Linked DNA regions of Zea mays: region 2 is linked to region 1. A link is a contact called in public Hi-C data. All regions are on one chromosome and are shown on one strand. The core of a region is the stretch at or near the end of the contact, and the rest is flanking DNA. Distances in the headings are between cores, read along the strand shown. Region 1 holds the start of LOC100274594 (putative LRR receptor-like serine/threonine-protein kinase IRK). Region 2 holds the start of LOC100193823 (non-green plastid inner envelope membrane protein).

Region 1 (6,662 bases), core at 3,907-6,406:
TACGGCCCACACGCAGGAGTACTACTTTCTTTAACCTTTTTTTTCTCTCTCTGTAGGGTGGTGTACTAGGCTGCACCAGCTGCCAATGCTCGATATAAATTCGCGTGGTAATGGTAAGGCATAAGAGGAGGAGTACTCAATCCCCCGTGATTAAAAGCAAACCCGAGTGTACTCATATGCACTCACTCGACCGACATGGCATGCTTCGTCTACACGCCTACGGAGGAGGACACTGCTTTCCCTTTATAAGAAAAATCTAGCTGTTCACTGTTTTTTTTAATCTTTATCATCACGGTCACGGTCACGCCTCATCAGTACCCAGGCTTCGTCCTGTCGGTCCTTCTTCACTCAGGTAAGCTCGAGAGGAGATCGACCTTGTGTTCCGCGGCGGTCGCCCGCCAGCACGTCACCCACACAAAAGGGTGGTGCATGCATCCCCTTTATCATTGGCGCACCGCGCGCACGCTGCATCGAGCGAATTTCTTTTTCCGGACGGTTCATCTGGCGAATTTCAAATACTAAGCTCAACAAGATATCTTTATCTTTGTATTCACGCCCGCGATTTCTTCATTTATTCGTGTGTGTGTGTGCCTCTGTATTCCAAAATCTGGCAATTCGGAAATGGCGGGTGCTGCCCCCGTGTGGAAAGTTTTGCTCCGTGGCAAACAAACAAACAAAAAAGGAGCCATTCTCGACAGATCTCCGGCCCCGCCACCCCACCCCACCCCACTCGGTCGGCAGCCTCGCCGGCGCCAGCGCCGTGATGAGTAGTAGTAGTGCTGTCTGAGGCCTTTGCGTTGCGATTGCGCCTCGTTTACGGTTTTTACTCCTAGCACTAGCGATGGCGAGCAGAGCAGGGACAGGACAGCAACAGATCGGCGCCGGCCCGGGCAGCAATGAGGTGAATGCTGCCTGCGTGCTGCTGGAATTATTGCACGAGGTGGAGTGGGACGAGGACCAGAAGTTGGTGCCGCATTTAATTCTTGAACGAGGCCATTCAATCCCCGTGGTGAATACTGGTGGCGCGGCGCCGGCGTCGCAGCGGTGAGCCAGTGACGTAAATGTGCGATGAGCACCCCGCCCCCCCAAGCCTTTTGGAACCTAGCTAGGGCAGGTCGTTTTCCAATTTCCATGGACTCTGCCTCTTGCTTACTAATTTGTGAGTCTAATGAACCTGCTGCTTTGTTCTACACCTCTATACTACTAGCTATACACTGGCGATTCTTGATTTTATCACTGAACAAGTACAAAAAAATATTTATGACACTTGAAGTTGAAGAAATGCTGGGCAACTGAATCATGTTTCTTTTTTTAAAAAAAAAACAGGAAACACTAGATGCAGACATATTAAATGAAGAAATCTTCAGCCATTTAATCAGTCAAACAAAAGTCGCACTATCAGCAGAACATTCCTCCAGTTATGCCGAGGTAATCAGCAAACCTGGCCTGCGTTGCATCGAGTCATACCTACATGATCTACAAGCTCATCCAACCAAGGAATCATCAAAGAATTTCAGAGAAGCAACAAACAGCCTTCCATTGCATCCCTTCAGCTTTCAACACAATAATACAAACTTCCCACTCTCCCAAGTCTGAACCACCCCCCTCTCCCTCTCCTTTCTTCCCCATCGGGCAACCATATATGCATCCGAGAGAAGAAAAAAAAAACACAAAAGAGAAGGCTCTCAAGGTGAACTAGAACAGAATCTCCCGACGGCCGGGGCTCAAACCAGCTCATCCTCGGCGATATCTCGAGGATTCCTCACCAGCTCGAGCATGCTCACGACCTCACCCATGCCAGGCCGGTTCGACGGCACCTGAGAGGTGCACACAAGGCCCAGCTTGATGACCGGCAGGGCCTCGTCCATGGGGAACTCGCCGCGCAGCCGAGGGTCGACGCAGTCCTCTGGCCTGCCTTCCTCCAGCGCGCCTCTGACCAGGTCACACAGGACAACCACGTCGTCTTCCAAGTACTCCACGGGCCTCCTGCCCGTCAAGGCCTCCAGCAGAAGCACCCCGAAGCCATAGACGTCGCATTTCTCGGTGATCTTCACCGTCTTGCACGCAAACTCTGGCGCCATGTACCCGAGCGCGCTCTGGACCTTACTGCTCAGGACGTACCGGTCCAGCATCGGCAGCAGCTTGGCGAGGCCGTAGTCACCCACCTTTGGCTCGCCGTTGCTGTCCAGCAGCACGTTGCTTGACTTGAGATTGTAGTGGATGATGCCGTGCTGGTGCAGGTAGGTCAGGCCCCGGGCAATGCCGAGGATGATGTCGAATCTCTCCATCCAGGAAAGTAAGCTGTCTTCGTTGCACTCGTGCAGGTGTTTGTGCAGGTTTCCTCCAGGTAGGTAATCATAGATGAGGAGCTGCAGTGACGAAGTCCAGTAGAAGCCTCTGAGCGCGACGATATTGTGGTGCCGCACCTTGCTGAGCGTCTTCACTTGTCGCTCGAAGTCATCCTTTGACTTGACCAAGCTAGAGACTGTAAGCTTCTTGATGGCTACCGGCTGTCCGTCTCTGAGCACCGTCTTGTAGACTGCCCCAAAGCCTCCACGCCCAAGCTCACAGTCTTTGTTCAACAACGCGTGCCCACCGGCGCTGAACTCAGGGCTGCCCTTGCCAAACATGACAAGCTTCCCGGAGCTAGCGTCATTCTCTGGGGACTGACTGAGGTAGTCATCGGACAATGCAGTAGCAGGTGCTGAGCGTGGGGCAGCCGCACGGGCCCGGACGCGGCGATTGAGCACGGATATGGTGATCACTCCGATAGCAATGGCCGCGCCGCCCGCAATGGCAACGAGGGTGGAGATACTCAGTATGATTTTCTTGTGATGCATGTTGCTAGGGGCACTGGGTGTAGCCTGCCATGAGGGATTTGATGAGGAGTTTGGGTTGAGCACAATAGGCTTTGGCATAACTGCGCTGCACGAATCATTCTTCCGTGAGCTACACAGACCAGAATTGTCCACGAGGAAGGACTCGGGGATGTTGTTGAAGAAGCGGCTGTGTGGCAGATCCCCTGTCAGCATGTTGTGGGAGACGTCAAAGATGTGGAGGCTAGGCAGATTGGATAGCTCCACTGGTAGGGTCCCGTTCAGCTTGTTCTGAGATAGATTGACCACTTGGAGGCTGGTCAGGTTTCCCATGGTGCTAGGAATCGGCCACGTCAGGTTATTGTGTGAGAAATCCCTGCATTGGAAGAGCACAACTTTGTATCAGTCATAACGATTTCTGAGGTGGATCATACTAACTAAATGTACAGTACATTGAGCTTTTAATTGATCTGAACAGTTATCTAGTTTGAGAACGAGTGTTCCAAATCATGCTGATGTAGACATTTGACTTCAGTTTTGGGTGTATCGAGGAAAAGAAAAGGAGTACAGGCAGGAACAAACACAGACCCATAGTTTTCGGTTTGGGGTCCCAAACAGAAAATACGACATCACTGTCCTACAACACTGTCTACAACGTCTCTGCAACCTAGGAAACCGAAACCCAGCAAAGCAAAGCAGTCATGAAAGCAAAAACAAATAGACCTAGTCAACTTCACTCACAAGCAATCCCAATGACGTCAATTTTCATTCCAGAATATGAGTAGAAACCTTTTTTTATGGGAAATAATTTACCGTATTACTTACAGTGCAACGAGGGAGCTGCAGTTCCCAATCTGTGCCGGGATGCGTCCCGTAAGCGAATTCCTTCCCATCCTCAGGTCCCGGAGCGCCACCGCACCGCCGATCTCCGGCGGCACGGTTCCTTCAAGTCGGTTAGCGCTCACGTCCAGAACCTCGAGGAGCCTCAATCCACCAATGCCGGCCGGCAGCTGCCCCGAGAAGGAATTCGAGGACAGGTTAAGAGACTGCAAACCCGCGAAGGCAGTGATCCGCAGCGGGATCTCGCCGGAGAACGCGTTGCACGACAGGTCCAGCACACGAAGCGCCATTGCTGCGTCGTCGGCCACCTTCACCCACCCATTCAGCTGGTTGCCTGCCACCGAGACGCGCTGCAGCGGTAGGCCGAACACCCACCAGGGAAGATCGCCGGTGAGCGCATTGCAGCTTAGGTCGATCTCCACAAGGTTCTTGCAGTTCGCGATAGTGTAGGGAATGTTGCCGGCAAATCGGTTGCCCGATAAATCAAGGCGCTCCAGCGCCCTTATTTCCCCGATCCATGCTGGCAGCTCCCCTGCAAGCGCATTGCCGCCGGCGCCGAGGAACTGCAGACCGGCCAGCCTCCGGAGCGAGTCCGGAAGGCTGCCAGTGAACAAGTTATGCCCCAAACCCAGTGACTTCAGCAGCGCCGCCTCTCCAACATCTGCCGGTATCTCCCCGGCGAGGAGGTTTCGGCTCAAATCCACCTCCCGTAGCGAGCTGGTCCGGGGGAATCCACCGGGCACACTCCCGGAGAGCTCGTTGCCGGAGAGGTCGAGGGACCGGAGCGAAGGCAGCGACCAGAGCCCGTCCGGGATGGGACCGGCGAGGCGATTGGACGAGAGGTTGAGGGACACGAGCGATGCGCAGGACGCGACGGCGGGCGGGATGTAGCCCGAGAGCTGGTTGTGCGCGAGGGAGATGGCGCGGACGGCACGGCATTGGGCGAAGAGCTGCGCGGGGACGGGCGCGGCGAGGCGGTTGGAGGAGAGGTCGAGGGCGCGGAGCCGCGGGAGCGCGGTTAGGAGGTTGGGGGGCACGGGGCCGGAGAGGTTGTTGCGCGGGAGTGCGAGGGAGAGGAGCGCGTCGAGGCGGAGCAGCGCGTGCGGCAAGCGGCCCGAGAGCGACGCCGCCGGGAGAGAGAGCGAGGTGACGCGGCCCGTGCGCGCGTCGCAGCCAACGGCCGGCCAGGAGCAGGGACGATCATCGTCCTCGGTCCACGTCGCGAGGCGGCCCGACGGGTCCGAGATGTCCATCTTGAAGACCACCAGTGCGAGCACGTCGTCGGTGAGCGCGCTCGTGGTGGCGGACACCGCGAGGAGTAGCGCGGCGAGGAGCAGGAGAGGGCAGACGGCGGCGGCGGTGGCCATCGCGACACGGCTAGGGGGACGAGGAGGGTGGAGGGATCACAGCGGTGCTCTTTCCATTTGCGCGGGGCAGTTCTGGTGCAGTGCAGTGCGGGGAAGGGGGAGTAGTGGCCAGTGCAGCGCGGTGGTGGGCGTGGTCGCGGCGTGGAGCAGTCAGCCAGTCACCAGTGGGGAGAGGGGAGAAGCGAGTAGGAGAGGAGGCCCCTTGCGCTATTAATGTGCTACGGCTTACGAGTACTCGAGTAGAACAAATAGAATGGACAAAATTATATGTTTTTTTTCATTTTCCATGAGTTTTCGCCTGAATGGATATGATCTTTTTTTCTCAAAGAAAGGATATGATTTCTGAAAATTTAGAGTAAAATGTATCAGCCGACTTTGAATTTGTCGTGTTGTGTTACTTAGGTCTCCAAATTCTAAAAAACACCGTTGTTGTAATTTGGTTGGTCTGTCCAAAACCAAGGTTTGTGAAAGCCCCATGAGGGGTATCATAAATTTTATCACCAAATACAAAAGCTCAAACCTAGGTTAGGCGATTTTTGCTAGTGTTGCTCTTATGATTGCGGAATTACTTTGGAAGCAACAAAATTGATTTGGAATCAAGCGTAAGCAAGAGAACTTAGAGAGAGGGAGAAGAAGAAACAAATCACAATCAAACTCAATAGGAAGACATGGTGATTTATTTTCCGAGGTTCGACTCTCAAGAACCTACGTCCCTGTTGTCTGTTGAGGAGTCCACTAAGGGCATATCTTTTTCAACCTTTTCCCTATCTCAAACGATCGCTTAGACCGTTTGAGTATCCTTTCTCAAATATAAAAGATCAAAGTCTCCGCGAGGATCTCCACACAAACTCAAAGTCTCTCGCTAGCTTTTACAAGATTGAGAGTGAGGGTGAGGGAGAAAGAAACTCAAGAACACTAGAACTGATCACAACAAACTCAAAACAAATACTCCGCAAGGCACTAAGACTTCTCTAGCTCAATTCTATTGAATGTGGCACTTGGGAGGATTTGGATGACTTGGAGTTGTTGCAAGCAATAAATTAATGTTTGGTGTACCTCTAGTGTTTCTTAAATGTTGAATGAGGGTATTTATAGCTCCAACCACCCCCACATAGTCATTAAAGAAAAGTGGGGAAATAGTTTTGACAGCGAGTACATTGGACCCCCTACGGTGTTAGTCCATTGCACCACCGAACCTTGTCAGTCCGTCTTAGCAGGCAACCGTTTTGATGGGTCAGATGAACAGTAACATAGTTCGATGCACCACCAGACCTTCCACGTCAGTGCCACATTAGATTTGACGTTCGATCCTAAAGAGAGTTGTTGCTGCTCTGAAGGCCCAGTGCACTAGGTCGAAGAAACCCTTTTTCATCCCTCTCTGAAAACTGGCCCGGATAGTCACCGGACCAGTCCAATGCATCAATCACCAGAAGTCAAGTTTCTGGGCTCTCTACGTAAACAGTCGAGTGCACCATCGGTCCGGTGCAACACAGTACAACCCAATTCTTGAAAACTTATCCAATTCTTCTTCAACTTGATTTGGTTGCACTTGAGAGTGTTCCCATAACTTAGACAAACATATCTAGAGACTATCCAACTAGTCTAAGTCAAAAAATGAACATAAGCCATAAGGAGAACA
Region 2 (7,073 bases), core at 1,144-3,643, 150 kb before region 1:
GACTACAAGCAGCCAGTGATTTTACTTTATCCAAGTTACGAGAAATCTGATCATTATGCATAATGGAACAGTAAATGTCACATATAAATGCCTGCCAAAATCAGTGGATTTGGAACTTGCACTAACAGCACAAGAACTTAGGAAGACACATTAAGACTTGATTATCAAAGGAACACTGTTAGTGCACAAGTATAACACAAAACTTCTTGAAAAGAACAATCAAGTCTATAAAGAAGCAAGAAAAAACTTTACAGAACAAATAGTATTGTGGAAAGTAACCTTCTGGATTTGATACTCACTGATAATCCTTCTATTTTGACTTCTATATACCATATCATGTTTATTTTAATCCTATGAATCTTACAAGTATGTCAAACAAGCATAGTACCATACACAACACAAGTTCGAGGCCACAAGTATGCTCAACAAAGGTTCTTAAATAATGAAAAGAACATATATGTTAAAGCAAGGCAAGGATGATGAATCAAAATGAACTAACCAGCTTGCCCTTTCACCAAAAGACGAGGCCGACGGTCGCCTTCTCTATGTGATCTCAAACTTGAGATACCTAGAGTCAACAGTGCAAGGCCAAGAACAATACCAAAACGAAGAGCAGAGGTACTTCCAGTCAACATGAAGTTGAGGAAACCCCCTACTGTAAGAAAGGTACCTACAAAAGGTGATGCAAGAATAACTTTAACCCTTCCAGTCAGCATGAAATTATATCAACAGCTAATTGACGGTACAAAACATCACATGGTCTAGTTTTCGGGTGTGTCATCTAGATCCATGTACTATTCAATGTCACAGGAACCCCTATTACCTATTTAAAGTATGTCATCTAGATCCATGTACTATTAAAGGTCACAGGAAACCCCATTAACTATTTCAGGTGTGTCATCTAGGTCCATGTACTATTCAAGGCCACGTCACCGGTTGGACTGAGGTGGAACGCCATGTCAGTTGTGCATGGACCTAGATGACACACCCTAAAAAGTTAATGGGTTCCTGTAACCTTGAATAGTACATGGACCTATATGACACACTTTAGATAGTTAATGGAGGTTCTTGTGACTTAGAATAGTACATGGGTCTAGATGATACAACGAAATAATTCATGACTGCTGATGCACTTTACTCTTCTCAACCCAAGGTAACGAAATTAAATTGCACTGAAAATTTCACCAGTGTAGAACATTGACATACCAAACGGAATGCCAACATGATAATCCTCATACTCTGATGGCCAATTCAATCTCCCAAGAGCCCTGAACGTTGTTGTAATATCCTTGATCGAGTCTGGGGAGTTCCGAGCTGCCATCACCAGATATTCCTGTCCCTCCTGACTAACCTCGGTAGCGATCACGCTGAGGTCCTTTTGTGCTTTGTCTGCCTGTATCTTCAGCTTCTCAGAGGCTTCCAGCAAGACCTCCCTCGCCCTCTTGGAGTAGACATCATATGCCTGCATTGACAGGGCCTGCATCCGCAGGGCCTCAGCCTTGAACTGCTCCAGCATTACCTTCCAAGCTTCCTGAGCCTCCTCGGGCTTTATCTCCTCGTTGCTGTTATCCTTGTCATCGCCCACCTCTGAACCCTCCTGAATCCAGCACCAGGATATAGATAATTTAAGCGCCAGCGTTCAGCGACTGAATCATGAAATTTACCATAACAAAGTGAACGAAACATCGCGAGGAGCCCAGTAATCGCAATCAGCATCGCCATACGACAGATAGGCTACACTCTACACCCATTACATTCAGGAAAGTGAAACGAAGCACCTGAATCAACATTTTATTGCCGGAATTTTTGTGGCAGCGTAGAGAAAAGGGGAAGGTGAAGCTACGAAAAATGACTTAGGGAGAAACAAACAAAAAAAAACACACGCCTGAGGAGAGGAGAATCTCGTCGCCGGAAACGGCGAGAGACGCAGGGATCTCGGAGAGAGGGTTGACTCACAGTTTGCTCCCCTGCTAGGGCGGCGACGACGCGGCGGCCCCGGGGTGCTCCCCTCCCCGCGAAACAGTGACCGGCCGAAACCGCCCGGAGTGAAACCTCGAGGCGGCGATTGGACGAGAACGAGGAGCGCGCGAGGCGTATGGATGGGGTGGACGCGAGGGGGTGAAAGGCGGTGGCGGCGCCCGCGCGTGCGGGCTGGGAGGAGCTCTGGAGCGAGGCGGTGGCGGCGTGGAGGAGAGTGGCAGCCATCGGGGTGGGCGACGGGGCGTCCGCGCCGTCTCGGCAAGGGGGGGAGACAGGAGGGAGTGCCGAACTGGCGAGTGGCGTGGTGGGAACGGCGGAATGGTGGAGACGGCGGAGGGGTGGGCCGCGGGCGGACAGCTGAAGCCTGAAGGAAGATTGTCCGGGTGGGGGATAACGGGGAGTTTTGTGGGGTCTCTTTGGGGGGCTTTTGGCCAGTTTTGGTGGGGCGGTCTGTGTGAGCGGGTGGTTTGTTGCGTGGGGGCTCGGCTATGGCGGTGCTTTTGGGAGGGATCTGTTGGCTGTTGCACTCCTATCGGCAGCGGCTACCCTTTTTCAGCAGGTTTTGGAGTCCGGTATTTCGCTGAGGGAATGTATCATGTGCTGGTCGACCTCGGGTTTACAGGATCATTTTTAATCTGCTCCGGGCGCAAACCTATTCTGGATTCTGCTCTGCTCTTTGTTAAGTCGTGTTTGGTATGGTTATAGAGAAAACTACAAGAAGGAGCTAGTCAAAGCTTGTCAAACATTTAAACTCTCAAATTATAAACTTTATAGAGTTTTCATAGCTATACTACTAATTTTTGGATAATTCTTTTGGTACTCTGAAATCTCTAAAAAACAACTTAGATATGGAATTTGGAGTTATTGTTTATGAGGAATCAATCTAAACTTTAAGACAAAACTGCTCCACCTAGAGTTTTGAAATCGAACTGCTCTGAAGTAGAGCATACTTATGCCAAACACATCCTAAACATGTAATTGTAATGTGAGTACCGCCCTTTTCTGCTCGTATTTTTGTGTGATTTTCGTTGATTTTCACGTGGACCCTGCTAGCAGATTGTGGCATGGCGCACACGAGCGTGCTGCGGTGCCCACCCGAGGACGCGAGAGAGTAAACAAGCGATTAGAACAAAAAAATGCACATTAGGACAGCTCCAACACTGGTACAACTAGCTTGTAGTGTGTTTTATTCAACAAATAATAATAATAATAATAATAATAAGATAACTCTTCATAAAAAAAAACTAAGCTCATAATTTTATGGTTATATATTTTTCTAGTTGAAGATCATATCAAAATTTTCTTTATAGCATTTTCTTTTTACCTTTGATTGTATATCATATTTTATAAAAATAAATAGTATAGATTGGGTCTCGACTAGCGGGACAGGTAATTTTTTTATTTTTAGGGCTAGTTTGGAAACTGTTGGAGACTTGTTTTCAAATGCTAAGAGTTAAGAACAAGGCAACGTGAAAAAATGTTAAATGTTAGAGTCCTTCGTCCTTCGAAGCATTATCTCCTTTTGGATATAATGAGTCCCGGACGAAGGTTATGAAGGATAAACCTTCATAAGTGTAATAAATGACAAAGATGAATTCATATGCAAGATATGAAAAATAACATAAACACTTTAAACATTACTATTAACTTATTTTTATTTTCATTATTGTATCAACCATAGCAAATTATGAATGTACCTTCGGCTCGAACGAAAGTAAGGGTACAAGCGTGATGCAAAAGTGAATGCCCAGTCCGCGTGAACAGTACCGGAATACTGTTCACCTATTTATAGGCACGGGTCGCAGTCCATGCAAAATTACATCCAGGTCCTTTGCCTATGACAACAACTCTATAGTAATTTATCTGGGTCTAGATAGTCTTTTCCTCTTTAAGTCGGTTTCCTTTTTTCTGCCATCATGCCGAAGCTCCCTTGCGTACAACTTCGTGATTAGCTTGTCCTTCGTCATAATCACCTTTCGTCTCGCTCAGGCTTCGTCCTGACCATGCTCTGTATGCTCATGATCCGAATCCGAAGATACATGTTCACATATTTCACTTGGAAAACATTGTCAAATTATGTTTTTAAGGACCTTCGGAAGCCGAAGGCCCCCAACAGTAACCCCTCGCAATATTAATTTGTTAGAGTGATAAATTCAGATTGCGACATGGACGAAGGTCTTAAGCCGAAGGTCCGAAAAAACACCTTCCCTTTGCTAGAATAGCAACAGTCATTGACAAGCGGGACCCTCCAGTTTTCAACGCACTAGGCGTATAAATAAGAGCTCACCACGGGTTCATTTGGCACGCTTTCTTGCCATCTGCTCTTGCTCACCCAACTTTTAGCTCTTGCGCACCAACACTTGCTTGGCTTTTTTAAAAAAATTAAACTTCGGTTTCGAGAGCACTTTCTCAGCATTTTCGAAGATGTCTGAAGATAAGAAAGCGGTCGCTGAAACGAAGTTGAGCCTTTCTGAGGAGATGAATCTCGGCTTTCTTGAATCAATAGCAAAGACAAATACAGAGAAGATTACTAGGGAGATTTTAGAGGGTTTGTCTGAAGACACTGGTGATAGTGACAGCTATGATGTGGAAAGTGGCGGTGAAGATTCCGAAGATCGACCTTAGCGACCAAGCCATGCAGTTTTTGGAAAATCAAGCATTAAACAAAGCCATCTTGTCAATATGAGGGGTAGATATTTTCGGGATTTATCTATTGTGAGGGCTGACGAAGGAGAGAAAACTTGTCCGACTCCCGAGGAAAATGAAGTCGTGATATTCCGAAGCTTCTTTAAGGCTGGACTTCGGTTTCCTTTGAGCAGTTTCGTGGTAGAAGTTTTGAAGATATTTGAAATTTGCCTCCATCAAATTACTCCCGAAGCAATCATAAGGATGGGAATCTTTGTATGGGCCGTGAAAAGCCAAGGTTTGGAGCCAAATGCAAAAAGTTTCTGTAGTATGCATGAGTTATTGTATGAGACGAAACCATGGGGTAAGGAGCAATATCACAACAATTTTGGCTGTTATAGCTTCGGTGCCCGCTCTGGGTCAAGCTGTCCAGTGCCAACTTTTCGGAAGAGATGGCCTGGGGACTGGATGAAGGAATGGTTCTATGTGAAGAACGACTTGAAAACGCGAGAAGATATTAAAGATATCATTATGCGCCCTATCTGGCAGTGCTTCGGCCTTCGGAAACTGAAGGTGGAAATTGACGAAGCAGCCGAAGAATGCCAGAGGGCCCTCGGCGTGGTTTGCTCTTTCATCGGGACAAGGGATTTGATCCAAGAACACATTGCCTTCAGAGTATGGCCACTTGCAGAAAAGTGGGAAATGCCGAAGGAAACCGTCAGCGAACCTGATGAAGGTGGACTAGTTAGGTTAAAATACACCTTCAAATATGGAGATAAGTTCGTCGAGCCAGATGATGACTGGCTGAAAAGTATTGAGGCCATAAGCGATGAGCTGCTTGGGCCATACTCGAAGGCAGAAGATACTGCACTGTCCGCAGCCTTCGGAGGCCGGAAGAAGAAAAGACTCAACCGAGTATTTGATGCTATTGGGTTCGTCTATCCTGACTACCGTTACCCAACACGGGGTCAAAAAAGGAAAGATACGGCTTCTGCGAAGGAAGTTGCTTCAGCCGCTCCTAGAGAGCCAGCGCCGAAGAGGAAAAAGATGAAGGTTCTTATGCACCGGCCACGCTATATTGAGCCGGCCATAGTGCCTGAATTTGTCGGTGAGACCTCTTCGGCCATCGAAGCCAAGGAGCCGACTCTCCTGTCGAATATTGAAGAGCCGGCCAAAATGATGGCGATGGAAAAAATAGAAGAACCGAGGGCTGAAGAGACAAAGACATCGGAAATTCTAAGTTCTTCAGCAAGAATTGAGGTGCCAATGCCAATGCCGATGGCACAAAAAGACCTTATGACAACCCCCAAGAGGAAAAGAATGGTTAACGTGCTAGATGTACTGGAAACGATAAAATCTTCAAGCTCTACTTCGAAGATAGCTGTCGAAGCTCCAAAGACACAAACTGAGGCCGAAGCTGCCAAAAATCAAGCGGAAACTAAAACTGGGCTTTCAGAGTCTACCAAGAGAGAATTCTTGGAAATTGAAAAAGAAACGGAAAAAGAATCTGCAGAAGAAACTTTATCTGAGAAAATCGCCACACCTATTCCCGAAGCATCTTCTGAAGCTTCTGACTATATATTACGTCATGCTTCGGGTAAAAGTCTGAGCGAAAAAGAAAAAAGAAAAGCTCAATTCTATGCACAAAAGTTGAAATATCCAAAAGGGGCGCTGATATTCAATGGTAGTGGAGAAGAAGACTTCTTGTATTGTCTCCCTGACAGCAAGGAGATTTCTGTCTGTCGGGAGATGAGCAAAAGCTTCGGATTCCCAACATTAGAAGACGGGCTCTCGGTGTTGTCAAAGAACAAGCTGGCCGACAGCTTAGCGTACAATAGTTTAAAGGTGAAAAAAATGAGATTTTTGTATTATTTCTTGAAACCAAAATTTTTCATTTGTTTAAACTTATTAACACACATTTTTTTCAGGGTCTTATACTTAGCAATGCCCTCAGGGCACAAAAAGATGCCGAAGACGAAGGGTGTACCATAGCCTTGAGCAACCTTCGTTCCGAAGTAATTGAACTAAGGAACGAAGGTCTCGAAAAAGATAAAATATTACACTCGTTAGTGAATAAAATAAAAGAAGACGAAACTGCTTTCAAAGCTCAAGCTGAGGCTCAGAAGTGCGAAATTGAGGATCTTCGGAAACAGCTAGTCAGAGCTAAAGAAGAGTGCACACTTGAAGAAACAAAACGAGAAATTAGTGAACAATGGGCCAATCATTTAGAAAAAAACGTTGAAGAGCTTCGAGCATCCAAGAAAAGGTGTTATGAAAAATCTATGGAATGTGTTAAGAAAATAAAAACCAGCTTCGCCAGCGTTGGCGCATTCTCAAGTGAGGAAAACTTCATAAGGGGTGACCCCGAAGGCCCAATTGGATGGATCAGCCACGAAGCTGAAGCTTTTGAAGAAGTTTTGAATAGCCGCGGAGACATATGTGCCTTTTCAGGTGCTAGGGGGATTGCC

The links. Hi-C and Micro-C count contacts between places; a contact is called where the count stands out from the background.
Region 2: a Hi-C map of leaf shows a contact between it and region 1, with 3 times the contacts expected there. The contact joins the promoter of LOC100193823 here to the promoter of LOC100274594 in region 1. A contact is called at or near these places in 5 of 25 Hi-C or Micro-C datasets (ear, endosperm, leaf and 1 more).

What each region holds. Positions count from the first base shown.
Region 1 is chr3:189,821,247-189,827,908 of Zm-B73-REFERENCE-NAM-5.0, reverse strand. It overlaps LOC100274594 (putative LRR receptor-like serine/threonine-protein kinase IRK), which reads right to left and starts at 5,156. Exons shown (of 2, transcript NM_001148947.3): 1 at 3,642-5,156; 2 at 1,612-3,192. The coding sequence starts at 5,023. The coding sequence ends at 1,725.
Region 2 is chr3:189,963,944-189,971,016 of Zm-B73-REFERENCE-NAM-5.0, reverse strand. It overlaps LOC100193823 (non-green plastid inner envelope membrane protein), which reads right to left and starts at 2,393. Exons shown (of 7, transcript NM_001138905.1): 1 at 1,957-2,393; 2 at 1,207-1,597; 3 at 500-670. The coding sequence starts at 2,205.